2 separate regions of the Mus musculus genome follow, and region 1 is linked to region 2. The links are chromatin contacts, called in public HiChIP or PLAC-seq maps. All regions are on one chromosome and are shown on one strand. The core of a region is the stretch at or near the end of the contact, and the rest is flanking DNA. Distances in the headings are between cores, read along the strand shown. Region 1 holds the start of Zfp512b (zinc finger protein 512B). Region 2 holds the start of Mtg2 (mitochondrial ribosome associated GTPase 2).

The links. HiChIP or PLAC-seq counts read pairs in DNA pulled down with a chosen protein or histone mark.
Region 1: a contact with region 2 is called in a FOXA1 HiChIP or PLAC-seq map of pancreatic cancer cells. The contact joins the promoter of Zfp512b here to the promoter of Mtg2 in region 2. A contact is called at or near these places in 1 of 39 promoter capture datasets (pre-B cells) and 3 of 115 datasets of contacts at active chromatin or transcription factors (astrocytes, embryonic stem cells and pancreatic cancer cells).

The regions. Positions count from the first base shown.
Region 1 is chr2:181,590,518-181,596,513 of GRCm38.p6, forward strand. It overlaps Zfp512b (zinc finger protein 512B), which reads right to left and starts at 1,944. Exons shown (of 17, transcript NM_001164597.1): 1 at 1,904-1,944; 2 at 343-468; 3 at 1-95. The coding sequence starts at 466. It overlaps Samd10 (sterile alpha motif domain containing 10), which reads right to left. Exons shown (of 5, transcript NM_172676.3): 5 at 4,698-5,996.
Region 2 is chr2:180,068,453-180,074,258 of GRCm38.p6, forward strand. Mtg2 (mitochondrial ribosome associated GTPase 2) reads left to right here and starts at 2,141. Exons shown (of 10, transcript NM_181424.3): 1 at 2,141-2,163; 2 at 3,342-3,434; 3 at 4,688-4,781. It overlaps Ss18l1 (SS18, nBAF chromatin remodeling complex subunit like 1), which reads left to right. Exons shown (of 11, transcript NM_178750.5): 11 at 1-1,749.

The DNA of each region.
Region 1 (5,996 bases), core at 694-3,193, 1.5 Mb after region 2:
CTTCCCTTCTGTCTTGTCACTGGCTGAGTTTCCAGGGTCAAAGCAGAGTGGGGCCTGGCTAGGCACTGTATGTCCACTGTGGACCACTGGCATCCCTATAGTACAGGAGACAGTAAGGCTCAGTGGTTGCCCAATATCACCGACCCCCAAGGGCGGTGGCCCAGACTGAGTCTTGGCTCACCCAGATAAAGGCCCAGTGGCTGGAGTTAACCCAGGACAAGAGCATGGCTACAATAAGGCTGACAATCTCCACCCCACAAAGGTCCTCAGGATACCCAAGGAGGTAACTCTACCACTGGCTATCTGTATCCTCTAGAACTGATTTCTGCCTTAGCTCCTCACCTAGCTTTGGTGGGTCCTGCAACAAGGGAAGTTGGGCCTCCTTCCGGCTGCCTCCCTTTCCAGGTCCACTTTTGCTGGATCCTTGAAGCCGACGGCCTCCTCCAACACAAAAGGATTCAGTCATCTCTGCAGAGTAAGTACACAGACCTATGAGACGAACAGGCTCAACCCAGGACTTTCACTGGGGCTATCCTAGAGGCCCTCAATATGTCTCTCTAGCCCTGACCTCCTATATTGATCACATCAAAAAGCAAGTAATGGAAGCTTCTAACTTAGAGAAGGGGGTTTGCCCAGACAAGGTCTTTCTAAATAACCCAGAAGACATGAGAAGTGTAGAAAGAGCCAAGACTCTTACTACATTTGACACCCTCACCTACACCCTCATCTAGACACACAAAGACCAAAGGCTGCTGAGGATCAGCCTGTCTTCAGAGGGTCCACGCAATTGAAGAAGACTGATAATATTCCTCATAGGGGACAATTAACACTAGTAATGGTTGCTGGCTCACAGGCAGCCACATCACCACACCTCAGGGATAGCTTCTCCTCAGAGTCCTGGCCCCTGCCATCTAGATACACAATACTAACCTACTCAGATAAGAGCCCTTGAAGACCTCTCTCTAGGCAAAGAAGCCAATATGGGTCCTGAAGGCCCATGTCCCCACCACATGCACTCATCCCTCTGGTTGGTAAAGTGAAGATCCACTAGAAATACACTTTAGTCCCATGCTGAGCTATCCTACCTGCCTGCCTTCTCAGCCTTCTGTGCAGACAGGGCCCCTCCACCCAGATGAATACACCACATCAGACCCTCAGCCACCACAGCCTAGGCAGCCACCATTTCTTCTTATTTTCAATAGCTTCTAGGTTCCCTGCCTAGGAAGCCACTTCAGCTAAACAAGTTATAGTCAATACTGGCAAGCAGAGGCTATAGAGTATGCATGCTGCTGCCCTGGGGTTGGGCCTCTGGGGACTGTTCTGCTTGCAGCATCACATACCCTGAAAACCGAGGAAGGCTCTAAGCATAGAATGGTGAGGCCTCGCAGAGGCACCCAAAGCCACAGAAGGGGGCGGTACCAAAGAGCAAGGTTCAAGCAGGTGAGTCCTCTCCTAACAGTTTTTGATCAACTCAAATCAGAGGGGATGTGTAGGGGCTGCGTTATCCAGGAGGTCTAAGGTCAATCACCGTTCATTGCCAAGGACAACACCCCCATCCTGGGCCTAGGGGAGGGGAGGGGAGGGGAGGGGGGGTCTGAAGTCAACTAAAGTTCTCTGGATGTCCTCGTTTTGCAGCTTCATAAGGAAATGAGTTATCCAGAACCCCGATTACATTTGAGGTCCGGGTTATACGGCCTGCTGCAACCTTCTAGTCTTTCAGAGTTAGGGGTAAGGCCTGGCCGCCGGAGTAGGAAGAAAACCCCTCCTCCACCTGGGGTCCCTGCGATCTCCCTTGTAGCCTCCAGGGAGGAGGGCGCTGCCGCGGACGCAGGCCACTCCGCCCGGCCCCGGACGAGCGCAGCCAAGAGGCGCACCTGGAGGCCCGTGGCCACCCACCTGTCACCTGAGGCCGGACGCGGGCTGCAGCCTGGCCCGGAAGCGCCGACCGCGGGGGGGCGAAGGCAGTGAACCAAAATGGCGACTTTTTCTGGAGGAGGAGGCGGGAGGACGGCGCCGACGCGGGGAGCGGGGCGCGGCGCGGGTCCGGGCGCGGCGGGGAGGCGGGCTGGGCACAGGGCTGGTGCGGGGCGCGTGTGGCGCCGGGGCCGCGGTAAAGCGGGCAGGGCCGGCGCTTACCTGCAGCGCCCAAGGGGTGCGGCCGGGCCAGGCCGGAGCCAGAGCCGGGCCGGGGCGCGGGGCGCGGGGCGCGGGGTCCGGGCGGCGCACACTCCGCGCCGTGCTGCGCACATGCGCGCTCCCGCCCCTCCTACCTTTGACAGTTTTACTGCGGGGGGGAGGGGGGCGAACTCTCGCGGTATTCACGCGGCCGCCGCTGCGGGGAAGGGGCCGGTGGGGCCGTTCCGCCGCTCCGGGCAGTGCGGTCCGTGGCCCAGGTGGTCCTGGCCTCCAGGGCCGAGCGATCGGTCACGCGTGCCTTGGGCAAGAGTCGCTTTGTGGACAGTCCAGTAAACTGAGGCACGTCAGGAACTCTGGACACTACCGCAAATCCTGCCTGACGGATTAAGCAACCGGTGTGGTTGCGCTGGCTGAAGTAGATCCTATGAAGGGTTATAGGACATCTGTAGGCTGTCAGGGGGCACCTCAGCCTCTATCTGTCCCTTAGGCCACCTTAATCTAGACACGAAGACCGATAGGCCTTATTGCGGTCACTGGCTATTGAATCAACTTCTCCCTTCTTTGTGAACAGTGTGGTCCTAGACCAACAGCCAGTAAGTATCTAACTTCTCTGGCCCCGAGCCTGGGCTGCTAGTGTAAGATCTAGGGGGTGGGTGGGAGGATGACAGCACAGCCCACACAACTTGGAAATAAATGAGGCAGAGAAATAAACACCCTTTTGACAGACTAGGAAGGGGAAATAAATGAGGCAGAGAAATAAACACCCTTTTGACAGACTAGGAAGGGCCAACTGGCTGATAAGGAGGTAGAATGCAAAGCCTGGGGCTCCACAGGAGCACTCAATAGGGAAGGGAAAAATTCAGCTTTCATTTGAGTCATAATACTGTTACATGTTCTCAGCCATGCCCACTGTTTTTTTTTTTTTTTAAGATTTATTTATGTTATGTATGTGAGTACACTGTAGCTGTCTTCAGACACATCAGAAGAGGGCATCAGATCCCATTACACATGGTTGTGAGCCACTATGTGGTTGCTGGGAATTGAACTGAGGACCTCTGGAAGAGCAGTCTGCGCTCTTAACCACTGAGCCATCTCTCCAGCCCCCCCCCCCCACTGTTTTTTCTAAAACAACTTTTCACTATGTAGCCCTTTGTAGACCAGGCCAGCATCAAACTCAGAGATCTGCCCGTCTCTGCCTCCCATATGCTGGGATTAAAGACGTCTTTTACCTTTTGTGAGTCTCCCAGGATGTGGAACATCAGACTGTTGGTGGGGATCAGTGTGCACACAAAGGTGTGTTCAACTTTCCCTGTGTAAGTCTGAGTTTTCACAAGTGTGATATACCAATGCCCATAGGTTATTACATGTCTAAGTGACCATGTGTTATCAGGTGGTAGTCATATATGGGCATCATGATGTAGGTGAGGGCACTACATTCCCTGAAGCTGTGAACTGCCTGAAGAGGGTGCTGGAAACTCAATTCTGCAAGAACAGCAACTGTGTTCTCTCTCTCTCTAGCCCCACCTCCCTGCAATTTTTCTTTATGTGTGTATCTAAGTGTCAAGACATTTTGCAATGCACTTATGTGCACCATGGGTTATGTCATGTCTAGTGTTAGTGATTATGTATTGTATTTATGCACTTGGGTAATTATATCTGTGCATATGGGGATGTTATAAATCTTTGCACAGATCATTGGCCAATTGTGCAAGTGTGTTTGTACATATTTAAGCATGTCTGGGTGTTGTGTCACTATGTTTGTGGCCTATACCTCAATGTTCCTATTTGAATGTCTGGTTATTGTGTTCAGAGTGTGTGATTCATGTGCTATGGATGTCAGGGTATGGCTGAAGAGTAAGCCCCAACAAATAACCATGTTAAGCTGTAGTGATAGTTTATTTGGAAAAGGGGTCTTTGTAGATGTAACTGACGTTTCTGAGATCTATTTGGACTAAGTGAACCCTAAATTTAAAGAAGATATTTGAGAGGCAGACGAGAATGACCACAGAAATAGATTTGTGATATAGCCTCTAGCTCAGGAATACTAGACAGCCACTACAAAGCTGAATAGATAAAGAACTCTGCTCCACTTTTAGAACACCTCTGTTTCTGTTTCTTTGCTGGGGATCAAACCGTGATTTGGGACACAAACCATGTCCAATATCACTGAGCTATACTCCCAGACCATGAACCAGCAAAAATTCGCTGCTAGATCAGCTCCAGAAAGCCTCATTCCATGTGTCCAAACTATTGTTTTGAGCCTGTCAGGGTTGCTATGTCCCAAACTGGGATGATATCCAAGGACTTGAGACATGTTTTACTTTTTAAGTTTCTTCCTCCCTCCCTCTCTCTCTCTCTCTCTCTCTTTCTCTCTCTCTTTCTCTCTCTGCGACAAGGATGTTTTATTTTTTTATTTTTTTACTTGAGACATCTTGTTTGTTCTGATGTCCTGGAATTACCAGGTAGCTTTCTCAGGATGCAACACCACTGCCCTCTAGTGGTGTTCTATCTGCAGGCACTGTCCTAGACACCCCTTTGCTCCCCAGAGACCCAACACTGAGGCATTTGAGAACCAGATTTATTTCTGATTTTTTTTTTGTCAGAGTATATATAAAAAGTGACCAAAAACCAAGGAAGAAAGGACAGGGGCATAGGGAAGAAAAGACAGAGAGAGGGGGGACAGAGAGGGCCCTCTGGCTGCAGGCACCAGGACTGGGGGATTCTAGAGGCAGGCAAACACAATAAGGGAGCCCCCTTCCATGGATGGAGGGCATACAGGATGGAAGATGCCAGGCCAATGGCCCAAATTAACTGTAATGAGCAACCTTGAATCGAGGCCAGCTCTTGGCACACAGAGGGGACTGGAGGCTGAGCCTCAACTGTCCCTGAGATTTTAGAGTCCCTGGGAACGTTGGTAGAGAGCAGAGTGAGAGTGAGCTGCCAGGGTCATCCTCCTTGTCCTCCTTCCTGGCAGCAACAGCCCCCAAATACCCAAGGAGGGGTTGTCCAGGTGTCTGGCGACACATGAAAGAACTGCCCTACATGATTTTCTTGGTTGAGAACAGGTTTTCTTGGGAAAGCCACAGAGGTGCACATGAACACAGACAGACAGACAGACACAAACACACATTCTTCAATATGGTCTCTACTAAGAGCCAGGGAATAGGGAAGCTGTTTAAAAGCATGACTTCTTCAAAGGTAAGATTGAGAACATTGCTGAACTGGTGGGCTGTGCATAGAGTCACCTGTACAGCACTGGAATCCGTGCCACTTACTGGGTTTGCAGCTTGAGCATCTTGGACCCCTCTCAACCTCACTTCTAACAAGTGGGTAGAGTATACTGACGTTTCATAATCACCGAGTAAGCACATGGCATGATGATTGATCACCATTAGTATGGACAGCAGGTTGGGCCTGCTGTACTCTAGGAGAGCTAGGGGACAGATATACTTGAAAGAGAGCCAAGACAGCTTGGCCCACTGTGTGGCTGATCTGGGGGTGCCCGGGAAAGACACAGAACTAAGATTTAAGGGGAAGACTCATGACTCAGATGGGGGATGGTCACATGTTGGAGGGAGAATAAATAAACAGACTCCCTGGGAGTCTGGGGACATTCAAACCCCATTCTAGTTCCAGGCAGCTACCCTGTTTGCTGCCAGCAGCACCAGGGGATGGGACCTGGGCTTGGATCTCAGAAGAAGGGTCTATAAGCAGGCAACAACCACCCACCCAGCCACAGGGCAGAACCTGTAGTGCCTCTCCAGAGACACCTGGAGGTGGAAGTCTTGCTCCTCCCTGATCACTGGGCTAGGTTTAGCCACTAGGGTATCCTGCAGGATCCAAAGGGGCTGTAGGGCCAA
Region 2 (5,806 bases), core at 891-3,390:
GAGAGACAGCCTTTTTGAAAAGGTTCTATCAAAGGAAAACACCGCATATAATGCAGCAGGCATATTTTTCAGCATTTATTTAGATAATAACAATGTTACTATGAGAAGAAAAGAACAACCTTGAAGATGAGTGCTCAGAACAACCAAGAACATACAAAACCATCCCCAAGGATGCAGGGCTTGGTACATCAGACCTGTCCACCAGGATGCTTTTGCTTTATTTGTGTCTTATATGTAGCCCAGACTGGCCTCAAACTCACTACATAGCTGAGGCTGAACTTAATGATCCCCCAGCCTCCACTCCCGGGTACTGAGACCACGGGCATGCACCACCACATCTGTTTTCAGCTGATAGTTTTTAAAATATAAAACTTACCTGTAGCTCAGTAGTAAGGCACCTTTGTGGAGTTTGCTTGAATTAATCTTGACAGTCTTGCTGGAACTTACAGTGCAAGCTCCATTTACTTACAGGAGAATCAAGGGCCGGATCAAAGGACTTGTCTGTGTCGGCTGCCGTCTTACTCTAGGACATTCTCCCTCTCCTTGGGACCATTATCAACAACCATGGGCATATGTGTCTCATAGGCACAGGGTTTAGGAAACACACAGGCAAGGGCTGACTACATGACGGCTTTAACTTTACAGAAACAAGTTTCTGATCGCTACATGGCAGAAGTATTAGCAACTTGATTTTAGGGACTCATCATCTCTTTAGCTCCTTCCCTTTCTGGCAATTTTTATAAAACTAGCCTACAAGCTCACTTGGGGGCTAAATATCCCATTGAAAATGTCGAAACATTTTAAGTAACTGTGAAATGGTTTTTATTCCTTGCCAATCTGGGAATATGCCTTTTATGTATGCATACATGTGCAAGTGTGTACGTGTGTGTGTGTGTGTGTGTGTGTATGTATGTGTGTGTATGTGTGTATATATATGTGTGTATGTTAAAGTGCTGTATTAGTGTGTATGTGTGTGTGTATATGTAAAGTGCTGTGTTAGTGTGTGTTAATACTTTTTGAAAGAAAAGAACACTTAAAATATGTATCACCCCAAAAGTTCAATTTGAAATGTCTTACATTAAGAATTTCTTGAATGTTGTGTATATATTTTTAAAAGCACTTTGTGAAATAGTTTGTACATTTATTTCCTAATTTATACCTGATTTTGGTGTTAATATATTTAATGATTAATATTGTTTATTTAATGTTTTATTGATTTTTATGTAATTTTGTGGGGGAAAGTGATGCCAGTCTTTTTCATTGCCTGTATTATAGCTTTTCTTCTGTAACATGAATGTTTGAAAAGTCCTAGGCTGAAATGAACCCTTCGTGCAGGTGTGGTTGACTGTGTTTTGTTTTCAATGGTTCCTCCTACTGAAGGCCAGAAAAGATGCAAAGGGAGATTTGGAAATCGCTGCTCATTCTTCCTCCTGTTTCCCAGCATCCGTTCAATACTTGGTGAACTTGACCACTGAGGACTGGGGTTTTCAGATGTGCTGACCACTACGCGCTGCGCTTGTCAGGGGCTATGGGTGGATGGACATCTCTGCAGACTTAGCATATAGCACAGTGGGAGATGGGAGATGTCCGCAGAGGCACTGGGCAGACACAGGCCTGGCCCAGAAAGGAGGTGTTTTCCTTTCCTGTTGTACCTGTTCTCAGACGTGGGCTTCAGTGACTGAGTGTCCGTTCAAACTTGTAAAAAGAGGAAGACTTTCCATTTCCATTAAAACACTTTTTTAGCCATTACCTCATTTCTGTTTATTGAGCATGTTACGTCTGTCTTGTTATTTGTGAACGAAGTACAGTTTTTAAACACCCTATCATTTTCACCCTTGTTTGGTTGGTTGGTTAGACGGAGGCGCACTGTACAAACCTATGTGACTCTCAGACATTCCCGGCCTCTTTTTCCCGAGACTGGAATTAAAAGCGTGCGACCCGGCACCTGGCTTTTTCCTGGTTTTGTGAGACAGGATCACTGTGTGTCTCAGGCTGGGCAGGAATTCACGGCGATCCTTCTGCTCAGCTTCCTTGGTGCCCAGACTTTGGCTTTGGAGCCACAGAGACCACGGGATTCGGGGGGCGGTGCCTCGCCTTCCGGTTTGCTGCTGCACTGCGCGTGCGCGGCCAGAGCCCGACCCGGAACCAGTCGAGCGAGCGGAGGTGGGAGCTGTCGGGAGCGGGTGGGTGCGGGCGGCATTGCACGGGTGTGCGTTCTCCGGCGGCAGGCGGCGGGCGGGATGACTGGGCGGGATCTCTCTCTGTGTGCGGTGGCTCTAATGAGGAGAGCCCGTCCGGCCTGATCGCCGTAAAGTTGGTTTCTGAAAGACTCGCTCTCGCCTTAGCTTGAGCGTGATGGCGCACGCTTGTAAGCGCAGCTTCCCAGATGAGACAGGTGGATTTCTAGGAGTTCGAGGCCCGCCTAGGCCACATAGTGAGACCATGAACAGAAAACAATGGCAGAAACGTCCCCTTGCCCAGCTCTTTTGGAAAGCCTTTATGGATGCGCTACTAGGGTAGAGGCTCACCTGTTAAGATGCAGGCGCCGCAGTGTGTCGCCTAACTATGGGCAGTTGAGTCTTCCTGAGTCCCCGCCTCCGCGGCTTTGTAGAGGCATTCTTTTAAAGATGAGGTAAAGAAGCATTCTGCACACTAAGGATCGGTAGAGATGCGCCTGGGGTGCGAGCAAATGGCCTTGTTCCTACTCAGAAATCTAAAGGACCAGCATGGAACAGTTTCGGAGCTGTCGGGAGGTTTCCCTGCCTGCATGTGAACCAGTCTGGGACCTTGAGTGCTGGGTCGGGGATTGGGTGGGAGGTGGCAGCTGTCCCTCCAGTCAGTCTGTCCCACAAGGCCCCATAGGGCAGGCACCCAGACAGCAGCGTTGTTGAACGCGTGCTTTATTTTGTTTTTGAGACAGGCTCTCCCTTGCTGGCCTGGCACCCAGATGCCTGTCTGGCTTCCGGAGTGCATCTGCCACCGCACACAGCAGGAACACTTACCCCCACCCCCGTGAATGGCATATAATTAAGTAAAAACCATGTAATGTGAGTTGTCAGGTGACAAAATGATACTCCAGTTTCTAAATGTTTTCCACATGAAGAACGAAGTAGATCACAAACATATGTAATGAAGTGTAAAAGTATGTAGCAGAAACAGTAATGCCCGCGTGGGATTTAATATCCGGTAGCAAAGTGAAAATGGAATGCTTAGAATTAAGTTAGTTAACTGTGAATACTGTTAACCAATTGTGCTTAGCCTATAAAAGAATAACACTGAAGAAATGAAAACATTCCTCAAGAATGCTTTTTTTTTTCCCCCTTTCTCTTTTTTTAAGACAGGTTTGCATGTGTCTGGCTCCCTGGCTGGCCTTGAACTTGCTAAGTAGTAGAAGATGACCTTGAACTTCTGACCTTCCTACCTCCACCTCCTGAGTAAGTGGTGGCATGCCTGGATTATGTGATTCCAGGGGTCAACCCCAGGGCTTTGTGCATGCTAGGTCGGTAGGCATTCTACCAACTGAGCTACACCCCTCTTCCACAGTGCTTTCTTCTTTCTCATTGAAGACATCTTGGCACATGTCTCTAGTGCCAGCTACACAATCAGATCAATCGGTTCACTGTGAAACTAGTGCGGAAGGTTCCTGGACACACCTCTTGTGGACAGTAGCCGGGAGCTTAGCATCCTGTATAGCAGCAGTGGCCCTCTCACACGGTAGCACCGTGGAATTCCCCATACATGAAAGCCTTGCTGTACAGCCTTAAAGCATCTTGGCTCTCAGGCTCCAGGCTCTGACTCTCTTCATTGGCCCAGCAAAGGCACAGTTAGACAGAAAGTGAGGATGCCCTCCTAGGCTCCCTCTACAGTGTGCTGTGGGTAGACCCTACCCACTAGGACTTTCTGTGATGGCAGTATCCTAGTCTGTATTTCCTGGTTTAGCCCTGAGTGGCCTGTAGCACTGAAGAACTAGGTACTTGGGCTTTATTTACTCTGGTGAGTGTGCATGCCCATGCATGTGAGTGTGCAGATGCACACACGTGCACATGTACAGGTAAGAGGGCATTAGGTGTCCTCTAGCACTCTTTCTCATTCCCTTGAGGCCAGGTTTCTCCCTGAGTCTGGATCTTGCCATCTCAGCCTCCGTGTAGTGTGCACGGTTGCAGGTTACACCACAAGCATTCTTGCCCACCGAGTCATCTCCTCAGCTGGATTTTAATTCATTTTAACTTTATCAGTCCCGGGTGGCTGTAGACACTAGATGGGACAGTGCAGAGATTGCGTTAGGTAAGCAATGAGAGAGAACAGCGACGACGGGAAAGAGGTTTCGTTTGCTCCCTGGCAGGGAGCCGCCCATCTCAAAGAGCAGACACACAAACTGAAAGTGGGGTGAGGAGCAGACTGTGGCAGCGTACACCTTTGGTCTCCACACTTAGAGGTGGAAGCAAGCAGTTTTCCATGACCTGCCAAGGCTATATGGTGAGACCTTGTTGTCCTCAAACCAACCCCCCCACCGCCACCAAAAGAAAAAAAAAAAAAAAAACCCACAGGAAACACAGAAAGAAGGAAAGGAGCCAAAGCAGACCCAAGTCTGTGTCAGGACGCCAGGTGGCTGTGCAGCTGTTCCTAACCTTTCCGTTTGGCTCCACCAGTGCCAAACCAGCTGACAGTGACAGCCTGTGCCTTACAGGTCTAGCCGCCGGTGTGCCAGCAGGTGCCCAGAGCAGAGCCACCCACCACGTTCCTACAACACTCTTTCCTCCATGCAGCAGTTCAAGTCCTTGGTGAGTTCTGATCCTGTTCTTTGCTTCAGCGTCTTCCATTGTCAAATGGGAATAATGGAAGAGTTTGCTTTGTGGAACATTTGTATAGGCAGAATGGTGGGTTCATCACTGGAACCCACTTTAGCAGGGATAGAATTCTGCAGGTTGCACACTAGGGCTGGAACATTTGCTACTGGTTGCTTGGTTTGGTTTGACTGGTTGGTCGGGGTTTTTTGTTGTTGTTTTTAGGTTTACTTATTTTATATATGTAAGGACACTGTCATTGTCTTCAGACACACCAGAAGAGGGCATCGGATCCCATTATAGGTTTTGAGCCACCATGTCGCTGCTGGGAATGAACTCAGGACCTCTGAAAGAGCAGTCAATGCTCTTAACCACTGAGCCATCTCTCCAGCCCCAGTTGAATTTTTTTTTTTTTTTGAGGCAGGGTCTCACATAACTCAGGCTGGCCTCACACAGTGTAGCTGAGGCTGGTCTTGAACTTGCTGAGGTTAAATGTGTACACCAGCTGCCTCGTGTGTTTAGATAAAGTCTCCCTCTGCAGCCGAGAGCCTGGAAATCATAACAGCTTAGACTGACCTCAGCCAAGGGGATCCAGCTCCCCTGAGCTCCACTGTAAGGGTTGCAGATATGAGCTTCCATATCTGACTCAGTGTTCATTATTAATTAATTACAGAGTGGTACAGAGAGGTGACTTGGTGGTTAGAAACACTTGTTACTCTTACAGAGGACCCAGATTCAGTTTCCCAAACACACATAGGTTCTCAGCAATCCATAACTCCACTTCCAGGGGATCTGTTGCCCTCTTCTGACCTCCATGGGCACTGGGTATTCACGTAGTGTGCATACATACATGTGGGCAAAACACTCATAAAATAAATGCGAAACAATGTATTTTTAATTTATGTTCAAGTGCTTTTCATATGTGCACTGGATAAAGAAGGTTGTGTTCTTTTTTTCTTTTGTTTGTTGTTGCTGCTATTGTTTTGTTTTGTTTTGTTTTGTTTTGTTTTTTGAGACAGGAT